2 separate regions of the Macaca fascicularis genome follow, and region 1 is linked to region 2. Evidence: chromatin contacts called from public Hi-C data. All regions are on one chromosome and are shown on one strand. The core of a region is the stretch at or near the end of the contact, and the rest is flanking DNA. Distances in the headings are between cores, read along the strand shown. Region 1 holds the start of LOC135971916. Region 2 has its middle 89 kb from the start of CHD2.

Region 1 (3,889 bases), core at 443-2,942, 72 kb after region 2:
TGTTTTAATAAAGGCCTGCTCAGGTCTGTTTCCCTGGCATAGACATACTCGGTGATGAATCTGGAAAGGCAGAATCAGAGAGGGATTTCAGGTCGTAATAAGAGGGGAAAAACGGAAGGAAAAGGGAGTGAACAACAGCACAGCAAAAACACACCAGAAGAATGAGAAAAAAGGATTCAGAATGGGGCTATTTCAGCAAAAACAGCCTTGTTGCAGGTCCATGGTGTTCAAAGCTACACTGTGTAAGGGAATGTCTCTTGGAAATTAAATGTCTCTTGGAGAAAATTTAATTTCGGTTGAAGAAGTATTTTGTGGGTGTGTGCGTGTGCCCACTTAGAGCTCAAAGTACATTGCCAAGGAGGGTGGCCAGGTTGCATACAAGGAAATCAAGATCTATAAAAAGTCAGGCAACTTGAGATCAAGTCCTAGCTCTGTCCTAAGTGGCTGATGCTACACTGAGCCAAATCAATCAACAACTGTGTCATTTAAAAAAGCGGCCAGACTATTTCCTAGGCTCTACATGTATGTAACATTTTCTGATGCTAACCCAGGGGCAGAGGCTCAAAAGAATTTAAGAGTTGTTTCCCTCACCCCTAAGCCCCTCCCCTCAAAAAAAATCCGTTAAAACTAAGCATCTGGTGTTCCTTTCATTTTCCCCAGGTCCCCTGCCAAAAGGAGCAAGATTTCTAAATACTGGCAACTGGAGAGAGCTACCTCTTTTATTTTTTCCCCATCCATTTCAGGAAAGTTTAGGTTTTCATTTTGTTCCTATGGTCTGCTTAGAGTTGTTTCCAGCTTAAAGTAGGAAGAAGTAATGAAAAAAGTGAGATTTGCCGAAAGGAAATGAAGCTTGTTTTGCCTGGTTCTCTGGAAGGAAGCTGAAAAGGTAGACCACGGTTTTTCAGGTTCAAACTGCTACTCTAACAAACATTGTCCTACAGGGTGGAATCCAGTTAACCGGTATTGAGATTCATTCGCTAAGGCCTCAGGACACTGGACATTCTTTTTAATTTAATTTTTATTTTTTGATTTCCATGGCGACAGCTCACAAGACACTAGACATTCTTTTAGGGTCTCAGGTAAATGGGCAACACGCAGTCTACAAATCCTCAAAATAAATCGCATCTCAATTCGGATACTGGGGCTAGGGAATGTGCTGGTGGTAAAACCATTGGTCCTGACTGTGTGACCTTCATGGGAGGCCTGGGTGCTTAGAACAAATATTTTGAGGATATGGCTGCTTGCCCAAGGGCTGTGGGCCTGCATCTTGTTTGCTCATCATCCTGTCAGTCATTTTTTTCTTTCCTTTTTTTAAAGACAAAATCTGAACTTAGAAACACCGAAGCCAGAGCTTTTTCTAGATGCGAAGCCACATTTTGTGCGACCCTGCACTAACGATTCTAGACTGGCCTAGACCATACCAAGTACCCTACAGCTAGCCTGGAGGGGTCCGCACTGCGGGGAGAAAAGCAACAGCTCAGCTCCAACCCCAAAGGTTCCATCACCAGCCAATCCTGGGCCGGAGCTTCTCAGGAAAACCAGAAACGCCTACGGGTAGTGAATGGCACTAAGGCCAGCCTATCCGCACGAAGGAGGCGGAAGGGGTGGGGTTGAAATTACCCAATAGGATGGAAGTAGTTGTTGTTGGGCGGGAGAAAGACGCCAACTAGCGTGCGTGAGGCCGCTCCCGATAGGGGATGCAGGAAGCTCCTGGAGCCAATGGCTGCGGCGGGCGGGCGGCGGCGCGCGTGCGCGCTGGGTCCCGGAGCTGCGGGCGGGAGGCGGGGACGGTGGGGGAGGGGAGCGGGCTGGAGCGCGGCGGAGCTCCTGCCGCCGCCGCAGCCGCTGCCGCCGCAGCGAAGAGGCCATGTTGTGTGGTGTGTGGGGCGGGGGGAGGAGGAGGAGGGAGTAAAGCCTAGAGAGGAGACGGGAGAGAGACACCACACACACGGCACAAGATGGCCGGAGAGGCAGCAGCACCCCGAGCTGTCAGGCGTTCCGCCGCGGCCGCGGGGCCCACCAGCCGGCGGGGAGCTACGCCCGGACGGCCCGCAGGCCCGTGGGAGTGGGGCGGCCGCGGCTGAGGCGAGGCGGGCCGCGCGCGTCGGCGTCAGAGCCCGCGGCAGAGGCTCCCAGGGCGGCCGGGCCCACGACGCCGAAAGCGCCGCTGCGGTTGCCGCCTCGGAGGCTTCCCCGGGCCCCGGCGGCTGGACCCGGCGCGGGCGGGAGGCTCGGGCGGGCGGTCCGGCCCGGGACTCGGACTTGGGCGACCAGGAGGTGCCGGCTGCCGCGCTCGGACCCGGTGAGTGGCTCCCCGGCTCCTTTTATTGTCCTTTGTCCTTGGGAGGAAAAGCAAAATGTCCTTGAGCGCGCGAGCAGGAGGGGGCGGCGGGCCAGGCCTCGCCGCTTGGCTCTTCTCGCACGGCCCCTCTGTGGTCGCGGGCCGGCTCTCCCCGGTGGGATGCGCCTCGGTGCCCTGGGCCCGAGTCGTGGGGTCCCGGGGTAGGGGGCACGCGGGGCCCCGCTGCAGACCCCGCGGGCGGCAGGTGGGCGGGGGGCGGCCTCGTCGCCGGGACTGGATCCGCCAGGAAAGGGGCGGCGGGTGACTGCCGGCGAGAGCCCGAAGGGGATCGGGCGTGGAGAGCCCCTTTCTGTCCTGGTGAGTTATTTTGATATTTAGGGTAAAAAAATCCCTTTCAGGTTCTCCAACGGAGGAGCTTTTTAACCTCTTTCCGGTGAGGTGGGAACTCATCTTCATGATCGAATTTAAAAGAACAATGGAACCCTGACTACGTTTCAACAAAAATAAAACTTGTTTTTTTCCCTCCTATTGGGTGTTGGCTTTTAACTCTTTCAAAGCCGATTTTGAAACGGCTGCAGTGATACATGCGAAGGTACTTGCTGCTTATTAAACCTTTATGACGTTAAGGTTGTCTTTGAAAAATGCAAGTTGGAGGAGTGCTGCTGGTATTTCAGAATTACGAAGACAAGTTTACTGTGTCGTCAAAGCTGTTTAATGGAAATAGATTTGATAATTACAGTGCTAGCTGATGACGTTTGGTTAATGTTTATTTTACCGAGTAATTACGCCAAGATCATTTGATCTCCTGATATTTAAATATTATTAAATACACTGTTTGGTACTTTTTGAAAAGGTCACAAGGCGCCGTTATCTGTAACTTCTCACACCTGAATGTTAGAACGTACTTGGGTCAATTCCTAGTCAAAAGTTCGTAATTTAATTTTTTTGAGAATGTATATTATCACAAGCCATGATCGAAAAACTTTCACAAAAGAACATTCTGACACCAAATCTCTTCCTGAAGTTACTTTCTCGTAATGTAAATATGAATAAAGTAGGACTGCTCTCGGTAATGGGCGATGAAGAGGAGCCATATTTGTTGCATTTGTTGCATGTATAAAAATCTAGATATGCTTAAAACGGAACAGTATTTTAAAAGTACAGGTTTCATAAAATTTAGTAGAGTTCTGTGTATAGTCTCGAATCTTAAAAAGATGTTTGAAGGGTAATTTTTAAGTAGTGGTTTGAAGAACAAACCAGAAGCGCACAAACCTTTGTGTATTTTAGAATATATTTGTCTTCATTCTGCGGAGCTCTTGTGTTGTAAAGGTGCAGAACTACGTAAAAATAGTGTTGGGCAGACTTACATAGTACATCTGAAATCAGATACTGGTTTATTCGACCATATTTCTAAGGGCATTTTTCCAGTAAAATTGTTTTGTTTTTTGAGTAGCCTTCTTATAATGGTACATGTTACATCAGTTGCGCATATCTTGATTTTACAGAATCTGTTTTAAGTACCAATTTTGGTTTTTCAAATCAATGTTTCCGAAATTTTTGGGCACTGAAAGTGGTTTTAAATGGATA
Region 2 (4,171 bases), core at 1,207-3,706:
TTCACGTGTAATCAACAGAGGATATGGAATCTGGAGCCAGTCAGACCTCAATTCAAATTCTGGTTTTAGTGCTAATACTGTTCTTAGTGTGTATTTATATAGGTAGGTAAGTAGACACTTTTTTTTTTTTTTTGAGACAGAGTCTCCCTCTGTTGCCCAGGCTGCACTGCAGTGGCGCAATCTCGACTCACTGCAACCTCTGCCTGCCGCCTTCAAGTGGTTCTCCTGCCCCAGCCTCCCGAGTAGCTGAGACTACAGGCGTGCGCAACCATGCAAGGCTAATTTTTATTTATTTATTTATTTATTTATTTATTTATTTCTCTTTTTAATAGAGACGGGGTTTCACTTAGCCAGGCTGGTCTCAAACTCCGCCCTCTGGCAATCCGCCTGCCTCGGCCTTCCAAAGTGCTGGCAGCCACAGTGCCCAGCCCTTACAGGCGTGAGCCACCACACCCGGACTTTAGGGCATATTTTAAAAATAGAGATAGGGATCTACGTTGCCCAGGTTGGTCTTGATCAAACTCCTGAACTCAAGCGATCCTCCCACTTCCGCCTCTCAAAGTGCTGGGATTACAGGCTTGAGCGACTACCCTTAGCCTCAGCGTACTTTTCAACTATTCAGTTTTACTTGGAACAAGTAATAGATTCACATGGTCCAAATTCATAAGTTACTTTTTTTTTTTTTTTTGAGACAGAGTCTCGCTCTGTCTCCCAGGCGGGAGTGCAGTGGTGCCATCCCGGCTCACTGCAACCTCCGCCTCCCGGGTTCAAGCGATTCTCTTGCCTCAGCCTCCTGAGTTGCTGGGACTACAGGCACGTGCCAGCACGCCCAGCTAATTTTTGTATATTTAGTAGAGACAGGAGTTCACCATGTTGGCCAGGATGGTCTCGATCTCTTGATCTCGTGATCCGCCTGCCTTGGCCTCCCAAAGTGCTGGAATTCCAAGCGTGAGCCACCGCGCCAGGCGGTAAATTACTAAATCTTACAAAAAAAAAAAAAATTCCCAACTCAGTCACCCTAGCAACCTATATCCTCCTCTTGCTGGAGGTAAAACTGTGTTAACACCTTGATATTCTTCCAGAGATATTTTATGCATACACGGTGCAAGCAAATGGCACATACCATCATTTTACATAAATATTGGCACTCTAAATTCATGAAAAGTTTGAGCTACGGTTTCTTCTATAAAAGAGTGGTCGGGAGGATTACATCACAGAATTATGCAAAATGCCATGGAATCAGCACTCATTAAGGGCAAGTCTCCCTTTCTTCACCCTGAAAAGGGCTGTGAGGGAAAGCGTTTTCAGGGTGCCTCGGAATCACCTTGCTGCCTGGTAATCACAGCCTGTCGGGCCCCATCCACCACCGTCCTCAGCGTTTCCCATTTAGAAGGTCCGGGATAGACGCCTAACAGTGACATTTCCAACAAGCTCCCTGACATTGGAGATGCTACTGTTGGAGGGCCGAGAACCTCAATGTCTACAGTAGAAACTTAGGTGCCCTTGATTCCAACCAAGCTCTACCCCATGAGCGAATTACTCCCTCTGAGCACCAGTGTGAGTAGAAACAGCTTCTATGTCAAAGTCTGCGTGAGTAGAAACAGCTTCTATGTCAAAGGCTGCTACGAGGATTACCTAAAATAACCCACGCCTTGCTCAAGGCAAACGTTCAAGAAACCAGAATTGGTTTGGAGATGAAATGGGAGACACAAGAGCAGCTCCAAGGGGAAAGGAACGTCCAGAAAACCAAGAAATAGTACTAGCAAAGGGTGCTGACCAGGTCCCTGGAGCTGCACCCCGGCCCCATGCGCCTCCCCATCTCCCCCGGCCGCACCGTGCCCTCCCCGCCCCCAGCACCACCCCGCGCTGCCTGGGAAACGCCCTGGCTTGGCGGGGCTTGGGGCTCCGGGCAGAAGGGAGGTCTGAAAACCAAGGTTGGGGCCTCCTGTGTGAAAGTCTGGAAGCACCAAGCACCGCATACCAAAACACCTCCAGACAACCGTATGGCGTTCTTTTTAAATTAAGTTGTTCCGGGGCGGTGGCTCACGCCTGTAATCCCACCAGGTTGGGAGGCTGAGGCGGGCGGAATCCTTGAGCATGGGATCTCGAGGCTGCAGAAAGCTGTGGTCCGGCTACTGCACTCCAGTCTGGGGGACTGAGTAAGCCCGTCTCAAAAATATAAGACAAAATGCAAAATTAATAATTAAATGTGTGTAAAGATGTAGATGACCCTCTAGCCCTCGATGAACCAGACTAAAAACGCTCCCACACTAAAGGTGGTGCCCGGAGCGGCCCCGCCCTCGGAGCACGCTTCTGCGCCAAGGCTGGCAGCGGAGAGCGGACGTGCTGTGGGCAGGGAATGAAATGGCGGAGAAAGGCGGGGCAGGGTGCGGCCGGAGCCCCGAGGCCATCCACCAGGGGGCAGCCGCGCGTCTGCGTCCCGCGGGCGGCTGGAACCAGCCCTGCCGGAAGTTGGGGCGGTGCCTTCGCTTCCGCAGCGCCGTGCCACGTGGCCGGTCAGGAAGGATCGGGGAAAACAACAAGATGGCGGCGGCCGGGGGGCGGGGTCAGCCTGGCGTCCCTGAGGCTGCGAGCCCCTTAAAGGCCCGCGTTCGAGGGATCCGGAGAGATAAATTAAGTGGTTTTGCTTAGCCTTGGGCCGTTCGACTAAATATGGGCTCGCGCGGGGACAACTGCGCCAAGCGGACGCGCCCTCCGCCTGGTCGGAGTTCATAGACCCAGGCCCTGCGGGGGGTCCCACGGCGCAGTCCCGCAAAGCTGCCAGCGTGCTTCCCAGTCGGCGCCCGTTTCTTTTGTCCCAGCGTTTGCTGCTCCCTGCAAACGAGGAGAACAGAAAACTCTTCCTCGGGGCGTTTTCTTCCTGAGCGAGAGATTAGGTTGCTGCAAATCCAACGACGCGAGTCCTCTTGGATCGAATTAATGCATTGGCTCTTCCCTTTGCAACAGCTTTGATGACCGTTTCCCGCCTTTGTGCAAAGCATTAAAACAAACCCTTCCTACCTTCCTCCAAACGAAGGAGAAAAATCTCTATCTGGGTTTTAAAGTAGCTTCCCCGCCCCGTTCAAATGTTGGAATTTTGTTGTTGTTGTTTTGTTTTTGACCGTAGACGGGAGCTGCCCTAGGACCTTGAATATGTGGTAAAGTCTGAAATTCTGTTAATTTATATCAGCCACCTTGGACACCTTTTCAGGAAATAAAAATGTAGACATCGGTCGCTGTGTATTATAAAATGCAAGAAATAAAGCACAATGGTCAAGTGCTCAAGGCCCACAGCTTCCCCTTCATGTCGTTGAATCTAGTGCTGAAAGACCAAGCCTTTCACGCTCTGCCGGGGCAGTTGCCCCAGAGTCCGTTTTCATTTCTCACCACTGTTTTTATTTTACGTGAGTTTGAGATGCAAACGAGCCAGTGTGGGTAAAAATAGTTAACCCCAGCTACTCAGAGTGTGATGGTATATTTAGAATAAAGGAGACATTTGTCCTTGGTTTTATTTATAAATGTGTCATCTTACATTTAGGATTCGGATTCTCTCATGCTCGCTAAGTAAATTGTGAGGCCATTGGCATGTCTCTGAAATATGACCTTTTTCTTCCTTTTTTAAAACAATAATACTTGCCTCCCAAAGGTTTGGGAGGTTAATGTAAAAAAAAAAAAAAAAAGCCTGAATGTAATAAGGCTTCCAATCGAGGGCACACGACAGTGACAGCTGGGGAAAAGACATTATTTTCTTTATGAAGAGATCCCTTATGGTTTCTTCAGGCTGGTAGGGATTTTTAACACTTGTGCTGTGATCAAAACTGTATTACTATTGATAGTATAATGTGAAGGGGGGCGGCGGAGGGCGTGGTCAAGTCTTCTATTATAAGGCTTAAGGGTGGATTTTTGACCCAATCAGAGATTTAAGAGAATTTTTCTTTAGCCACTCCTTTGTGTATCCATGCCCTCTGAGGCTTCACTTCAGACTCTTACATCGTTTGGCAAAGAAGCGGTGGACAGAGTTTCTAAAGAATCCTTTAACCTAGAAAGGTCAGGAACCCTCCTTCCCCTCAGTCTGAGAAAAGAATGCAGCTTTCCTACATAGCATTTCTTCCAAAGGACCCTGCCCCATTTGTGTCCATATATTTTGCAGTGACTACCTCCTTTTTTGTCT

The links. A called contact is a pair of places that touch in the nucleus more often than the background predicts.
Region 1: a contact with region 2 is called in a Hi-C map of liver, with 3 times the contacts expected there. The contact joins the promoter of LOC135971916 here to the enhancer-like site in region 2. A contact is called at or near these places in 2 of 2 Hi-C or Micro-C datasets (liver and skeletal muscle).

What each region holds. Positions count from the first base shown.
Region 1 is chr7:77,630,786-77,634,674 of T2T-MFA8v1.1, forward strand. It overlaps LOC135971916, which reads left to right and starts at 1,693. Exons shown (of 6, transcript XM_065548486.1): 1 at 1,693-2,302; 2 at 2,701-2,894. The coding sequence starts at 1,720. The coding sequence ends at 2,789.
Region 2 is chr7:77,558,510-77,562,680 of T2T-MFA8v1.1, forward strand. No RefSeq gene overlaps it. Among named protein-coding and RNA genes, the nearest start is that of CHD2, 89 kb to the right of the region's middle. Within about 2 kb of position 2,457, at least 2 of the 6 cell types and tissues checked have an H3K27ac peak or open chromatin away from gene starts, as enhancers often do. A contact at or near this core is called in liver, where this site is marked.